Linked DNA regions of Ovis aries: region 2 is linked to region 1. The links are chromatin contacts, called in public Hi-C maps. All regions are on one chromosome and are shown on one strand. Each heading gives the region's core, a stretch centred on a gene start, on an enhancer-like site or on the middle of the called end of the contact. The rest is flanking DNA. Distances are from core to core; before and after follow the strand shown. Region 1 holds the start of LOC121818734 (basic proline-rich protein-like). Region 2 overlaps DYRK1A (dual specificity tyrosine phosphorylation regulated kinase 1A).

The links. Hi-C and Micro-C count contacts between places; a contact is called where the count stands out from the background.
Region 2: a Hi-C map of hypothalamus shows a contact between it and region 1, with 2.6 times the contacts expected there. The contact joins the enhancer-like site here to the promoter of LOC121818734 in region 1. A contact is called at or near these places in 2 of 16 Hi-C or Micro-C datasets (hypothalamus and skin fibroblasts).

The regions. Positions count from the first base shown.
Region 1 is chr1:270,172,229-270,175,852 of ARS-UI_Ramb_v3.0, reverse strand. LOC121818734 (basic proline-rich protein-like) reads left to right here and starts at 1,583. Exons shown (of 3, transcript XM_042244063.1): 1 at 1,583-1,607; 2 at 2,416-2,751; 3 at 2,952-3,624. The coding sequence starts at 1,583. All of the region lies in intron 1 of DYRK1A (dual specificity tyrosine phosphorylation regulated kinase 1A), which reads right to left.
Region 2 is chr1:270,252,684-270,256,307 of ARS-UI_Ramb_v3.0, reverse strand. All of the region lies in intron 2 of DYRK1A (dual specificity tyrosine phosphorylation regulated kinase 1A), which reads right to left. Among named protein-coding and RNA genes, the nearest start is that of DYRK1A, 84 kb to the right of the region's middle. Within about 2 kb of position 1,922, at least 14 of the 54 cell types and tissues checked have an H3K27ac peak or open chromatin away from gene starts, as enhancers often do. A contact at or near this core is called in hypothalamus, where this site is marked.

The DNA.
Region 1 (3,624 bases), core at 334-2,833:
CCCATGTTTGATAGTTTCAAGAAGTATCTTTACTTCTAAAGAGAAAATACACACAAGTATCTGGAGGTAAAACCACCAAAAAACTCAACAGAACTAGCGATTCTTAGCTCACAGTTTAAATTACTGATAGGAATACAACAAAATTCTAAGACTAGTAGAATTTTGGGGAGAGAAGAGTCAATCTCTTCATAAACACTCTGGAAGTTTGGGGGTTCTGTTGAGTTCACATGTTTAAAGTCTTTTCTCAGGCGGATGAAAAGAGAAACTGCTTGGGTGTGGGGGTGTGGGTGTAAGAATTGTGAAAGTTCTTTGAAACAAGAGAAAGCAAATGCTAAAGCAAAGAAAATTTGACACACACCTTATGACAAAGAAGAAAGTTACGAATGAAGTCCCTCTTCTGTTTAGCTAGTTTTTAACAGCATGCATAAGGCAATTCTCTTCTCACTCACAATAAAGTTATTTCCATTCAAATTTTCTCCCCATGACTGTATAGCTGCCAACCATAAACACACACGTGAAAACATCCCTGAGTATCCCAAACTTCTAAGCTATTTCTTTTGCTTGTTTTTGTTTTCAGGTAGTACCCAAGATTCCATATAAATCAGCATCTCCTTTCTTTGTATAGTTTCAAAACAAAATGTATGCCAAAGGTCACACCAGTCATGCATTATAACAAGTTATCTTCAATTTAGCTTTTACAGATAATCGTGGGGCTATAAAAACCTATGTAAATTCTTTAAATACCAGCTGCTGCACTTACCACTCCCCACTCCCACATCTCTAAACCATAAACACAAAAACTCCCCATAAATAAAACTCAGGGGCAGACATCAGACAATATTTTAGTGGGGGAAAAAATTCTAATCCAAGGTTGTGTTTGCCTTTTTTTTTTTAATCTACATTCCCAAACAAGACACTGCATTACAATGGAATATTTTCATTTATTTTGAATGTTGGCGACCTTAAAAGGCTGGACTAAATGTCTGAATCCCTAGGACACAGTTATGTATGTGTGTGACATTTCCAGTAAGTCCCACCAAAACATCTTTAAAAGAAATTTAAGATCCTAAATTTAAACCTAAATTCCATATTCTGAACAAAAACAAAGATCTCACTAGATTTCACAGTCTATCTCCCACCCCTACCAATAATGACCATTCACTTCACTCAATTCTACTCAAACCCTTAATCTTTTTTAGATTTCAAAGCAAAGCCTCCACCAGAAAGAGAAGAGATTCTTCTTTCTAGGAGACTTAATTTCTGAGCTTATGCCTCTTAGAAGTTTCTGTACTCAGTTTTACAATTTGGTGTAGACACCGACAGAACTCCTTAACATTTTGGCAAGGTTTGAAGTCTAAATGAATTTGGACAGCCACCATAAGCAAATCCTCCAAAACCAATGGGGTACTTTAAGTGTAAGTCCAACGTCTATTAAAAATCTTAACACAACTTGAGTAAACTTTTTTTATAACTGTTTCCTTTAAACTATCTTCTTCAGTTTAAAATCTTACCACATGAAATTTTAGTTCTAGTCTCATATTTATATCAGAAAAAAAAATTATCCTTAAAGTAACTAATCAAGATGTGGGAAATTTACAAAGCTAAAGGTAACTCCACTGAATTATTTAAAAGCCCCCCAAATCAAAGTATTAGTATATCCATTATTAAATACTTAGTATATGTAATGTGTAAGGACTCCCAGGGAAAATCTAAGTATCCAAAGATAAAAAATAACCAAAAATAACTTTGCACAAAACTTGCTTATGACTCATCAATACTTAAGTGATGACTATAATTAAGTGTGAGGAACCAAACAGCAGAACAGACTACTTTTTAATTCCTTCCATTCAAAAAGTGTCTACACAGTTTTCTTCAGAGTTGGGGGGTGGGGGGAAGCTAACAAATTAGTTTCATTAAGAGGGCCTCGCTTCATTCTCTCCTTTCTGCTTCTGCAAACCACAAAAGTTAATTCCACGCCAACACTATAGGTGGATACAACCCTAAATCATTACAACCAAATAACTCCAAAATGTGCCAGTACTTCTAATAACGAGTTGTAAGTTCGAGATTAAGAGCCCCGGCTGGCTGGACTCCCGGCTTCAGGAGTCCCAGCTGTGTGACCTTGGACGAGTCACCGCTCAGTCTCCTCATCTGTGAAATGGGTAACAGTTTCTACCTGGAGGTTAAGAGAGTTATTAATACACGGTCCTAATCTTTTAACTCGAGAGCGAAAACAATGTTATAAAGGGTGTATTTCCTGACAACCTGGGCCGAATTCAACTAACAAATGGCGCTGGCGCTCAAGTACTGCACCTAGATTACCAAGATTCACATCATCCAGGGGTTTTGGACGACAGACTCAGCCTAAGTCGTCGGAATCACTCACTAATTCTGCCCCATTTTTAACTATTTCAGACCAGGGAAGGGGGCCGGGGGGAGGCCTTTCCGCCCAGCGTGAAGCTTCTTCAGCCAGCCCCGGCGGATCTAAGTCTATGAATAAGACTCCAACGAGTTTTGTTGCCTACACCCAGGTCTCGATTATTAATTTACGCATCCGCGGCCCTCTGGCACCCTCCGAGGGCTGTGCTAAGCGGGTCACCAGCCCTCCGACGTCGAGCGGCCGGGCTCTCACGCGCACAACTTCCGAGCAGGCCGAGGGCCCGGGCTCCGCGAGCACGCAGCCCGGAGAGCCGCGCGGGGGGGACCCGGCTCCCCGACCTTCCCCTGCGCCTCGCCCGGCGGCCGGGGGCAGCCCGTCTCCCCTGTAACCCGTGGCATTGTCCTTGCGGAGGACCGTGGCCGCTGTTCCCACACTGGTGGGGACCGAGAGGAGGGACGAGGGAGGAGCTGGGGGAAGAGGATGAGGAGGAAGAGGAGGAGGAGGAAGACACCCTCCTCCCCTGCGCTCGGGCGACCAGGCAAAAGGTCTGGCGCTTTCTCCCGGCCCCCAGGCCCCGGCTCCCGGGAGGCCGCGGCCCCGGCACCCCCAGCCCTCCGCAACTTTCCCTCCGCTCGTGCCCGCCTCTCCTCCGGGACCGGGGCCTGTCGGGCGCCCTCCCGCCCGCCCTCCCTTTCCCCCCCGCCCCGACCCCGGGCGGGCGGCCGGCCGGCCGGCCTCGGGCCGCGGCGCCTCCTCCTAAAATGGCAGGTCCCTCCCTCCGCCCGACCGGCCTCGGCGCGGGCCCCGGCTGCAGGCCGCAGGGGGGGAAGCCGGGCCGCCGGGCGCCGGGCGGGGCCGCGGCCGGACACTCACCGGGACGATGGCGGGGCGCTCGCGCCGTTCCCTCCGGTGAGTCTCTACCGCCGGCTTCCCGCCGCCGAAGCTGCTGCGCCCCCGCCGCGGCCTCCGCCGCCAGCGCCGCCCCGGCCGCCTCTCTCTCCGCCCCCGGCGCTCCCGGCTCCGCGGCCTCCGAGCCGCAGCCTCCTCAGGTCTCGCTGCCCGGCTCGCGGGTCTGAGCGGCGCCCGGTGGGGCGGGGGTGTGTGTGGAGGCCGGGGAGGCGGCAGCCCCCCTCCCCGGCAAATACCGCAGTCCCCGGACCCCGAGCCCCGCGGCGCGGCGGGGGCCGCGCGGCCCGGCCCGGCCCGGCGCGGAGGGCGGCGGCGGCGGCGAGGCCGGGCGCCCA
Region 2 (3,624 bases), core at 673-3,172, 80 kb before region 1:
GATAATAACTGGATATATTATCCCAAGTAAGATTTTAAAAAAATTTTTTAGTTAGAAGAGTTGCTGTTTTCCATTAATTCTATGCGTATATTCATGATTCCTAATTACAGTACTTTTAAAAATGGTCTTTAAAAGTATTATGTACAACATCAGCTCCTGAAAACACGAGGTCATAACCTTAAACATCTGTGTTAAATTTCTCTGCCTCACTTTGAACAGATTCATGACATCAAATGATCTTCATGAGCATCCCAAACAACTACTGAAAGAGGCTTATGCATCACCCTCAAAGAGACCTCGATCACTCAGAGTACAGCAATGAGCAGTCTTCAGCATGTGCCACAGCAGAGGAGACAGTGTAAAAGGCTGCTGAAGGACTCAAATGTGTAAGGGCTGAAAAATATGTTTGGGAAAATTATTTTACATTCAGACATGTACAGTACAAAAAGTGTTTTCAACTTCAAATATAATCACAATGCTAAAAAACTAGATTTAATTTTAACACAGTAAACATTTCTTTTTTTAGTTGAATGACACACCAAAGTAAAAATGTTGATACATGCCAATAACACCACTTCCCACCTATAAAGATCTTTTCCTTTTCCTTTCCTTCTTTAATTAAAAATAATTTTTAATTGAGGTATACTTGACATGCCTCTGGAGAAGGAAAATGGCGACCCACTCCCATATTCTTGCCGGGAAAACCCCAGGGATACAGGAGCCTGGCGGGCTACCGTTCCAGGGTCACAGAGAGTTGAACACGACTGAACAACTAAACGACAAAACTACTTGGCAAACAGCATTTTATTAGTCTGATGATTCGATTCTTTCTCCTTTTATGTCTTTAGGGAAACCACTCTTAAGGTTAAGTAACTCTCAACAATCTAATGCCTAAAATGAGAGGAAGGAACAGTTGCAACACAATTAGAAGTTTATGCTAAACTAAGTGGATCTGGGTTTCTTACAATATCACTGAAGAACACACCTCTTCAGAGGAGCTTAAAATAACAGCCCTTCCCTCCTCCTTCCTCCAGGGGCTGCTGAGAGCCCATCTCCAACCACCCTCGGGCAGTCCTCCGGGGAACTGCCTCCATCGAAGAGCCCCTCTCTCTCCTACCATCAACCACCGCTCCCTTCCAGTTCTGTCCAGCATATAAACAGGCTCTATTTCCTCACTGTTAAAACCCTTCCTGGATTCTTCACTCCCTCTTCATGATCAATCTATCTTCTAACTCTTTCAGTCAACGAATATTTACTGAGCCCCTACTATGCTCTACAGCTAAGCTGTCCAACACGGCAGCCGCTAGTCACAGACGGCTAGTCAGGGCCTGAAATGCAGCTGGGGGGAACCAAGATGGGCTGTAAATGTATAAGATACAAGATTTCAAGGATGGAGCACAGAATAATAGAATGTAAACTATCTGAATAATTTTTAACCTTAACATAATATTTTTCAGATGTATTTGGTAAAATAAAACATTTTACCAAGCTTTACATTAATGTTTCTTTTTTCTATTTTTTTAGATGGTGACTCCTAGAAACTTAAATTACACGACAGGCTTATACTACTGGACAGCACTGTTCTAGATAAAGTCCTCGGCATTAAGGACATAAACATGAAAACAAAGGGCAAAGTCTCTGTCTTCCTAGAGTCTGCATCTGATTGCTGGTGCGGGGAAGGCAGCAGTCCTCAGACAGTAAGTGAACCCCGTAATATCAGAAGAAATGTCAGATTCGTGTTCTGAAGGAAATGAGACAAGGAAATGAAACTGGATGTGGCAGGGAGCTGTGTCTGCTCTCCACTTTCCATCCCTCACACCAGAGGAAAGGCAGCCGCGTTTCCCCCCAGCCCACAGCAGAGTGGCAGCAGCCGCGTGGGGCGCACATCAGTAGTCACACAGCACAGAAAGCACTGGCAGCCAGAACCCAGTCAGAAGGCGCACTATGTCTGCCCAGGCTGGAGCAGACTGGGCTGCCAAGTGCGACCCCGCCCCGCAGGCTGTGCGCCCGCATCCATCTACTCAAGCTGGAGACCAGAGGCCTCACGCTCCCATTTCCACCTCTCATTTCTGCCTATGCACACACAATCCAACTACATTCTAGAACTCTAGCCTCAGGAATGTCTCACAAACTCATGCTTATTGCTTTACTCTTTGTTAAGATCTTATTTCCTCAGCAAGTGCTGGGGGGAAGGGGGATCCTACAGGAGTACCTGCACCTTCTCATCACTGCTGTCAAATCACTTCCTTAAAAAAGGTCCAAGATCAACACCTTGAGACATCAGAGCGCCCAGGTCTCTCATCCTATCTCCCACCACCTCCTCCCTCCGACCCTCCCACTACACATCCTTCCTCTGAGTTGTACCAACAGTGTCTGAGCAGGAGTGGGCCCTCTGTCTGGAGTTCTCTCTTTTCTCCTCTTTCCTGCTTCTTGAGGAACTCTTGAGGGGTTCCCTGGTGGCTCCGCTGGTAAAGAATCTGCCTGCAGTGCAGGAGACCTGGGTTCGATCCCTGGGTTGGGAAGGTCCCCTGGAGAAGGGAATGGCAACCCACTCCAGTATTCTGGCCTAGAGAATTGGGGTTGCAAAGAAGCGGACACGACTGGACGACTTCCACTTGAAATCTTGAACTCAGCCTTCAAACCCCGGTCTCACGTCACCTGCTCTTAGGAATGTCCCCAGAGCCTTGCAGCGAGCCACACCAGTTCTCTACTCTGCTATGGGCACTGCAAGCATGGTCCATGCAGGAGCACCAACGGGTCCTTACAATCAGCACCCTTGAGGGAGTACTGGTCTTTTCTGTTCACAGATTCTCATAAACACGACAATGCCAAGGTTTACAGAAGACACTTAATAAGTGAATGAGTGCAGGAAGCTAAGAGACCCAGGAACCCCCTGCCCACAGCCCTCCAGGGTGGACGAGGGGCTCCTCATGAGCCGTCCTCCCACTCTTCACTGCATCAGAACTACTCCTGTGCGCATCGCTGGACCACGAGGCCAGACTGTCTCTCTCACTCACCTCGTTCACGCCAGCACAAAGGCACTCAGTAAGTATGCCACTCAGTGAGCGAGTGGATGAACGAACATTAACAGACATCAAGCTCCCAACCTCAGTTTACAGAGGGGCCACCTGCAACCCAGAGTTGTACCGACTTGTCCAGAAAGGTCAGAGGCAAAATCAAGCCTGGAACAATCTCCTGTCTGAAACCCCAGGACAGGCCATCTTCTCCTGATAAGAAGGCCCTGACATAAGCGTCTGTCGCTTTCTGGTCACTTGGTCTCTGGACACCCACCACAGTCTGCGGGACTCACAGAAGACAAAGAAACCCACGCTCCTACCATAAAAGTCGAACAGCAACAGAACTTGGCCCCTCCTCATTCCCTGTTAACTGGGGTTCTGCTAGGGACCCCAGTTTGAACGGTCCCTCCTGGAGGCGCAGGGACTGTGACGGCACTGCCAGTGGGGAGGGGACAGACTGGGAGGTGCCAGGAATGCCATCCTAACCAAACCAGACTGTGGCCTGATCAGACTGTGTCCTCCGCTGCCAGCCACTTGATTCCTACTTATTTTTCCAACACAGACCCCAGCTTCCCAAACACTTTGGTGAACAGACTTACAGCCTTCC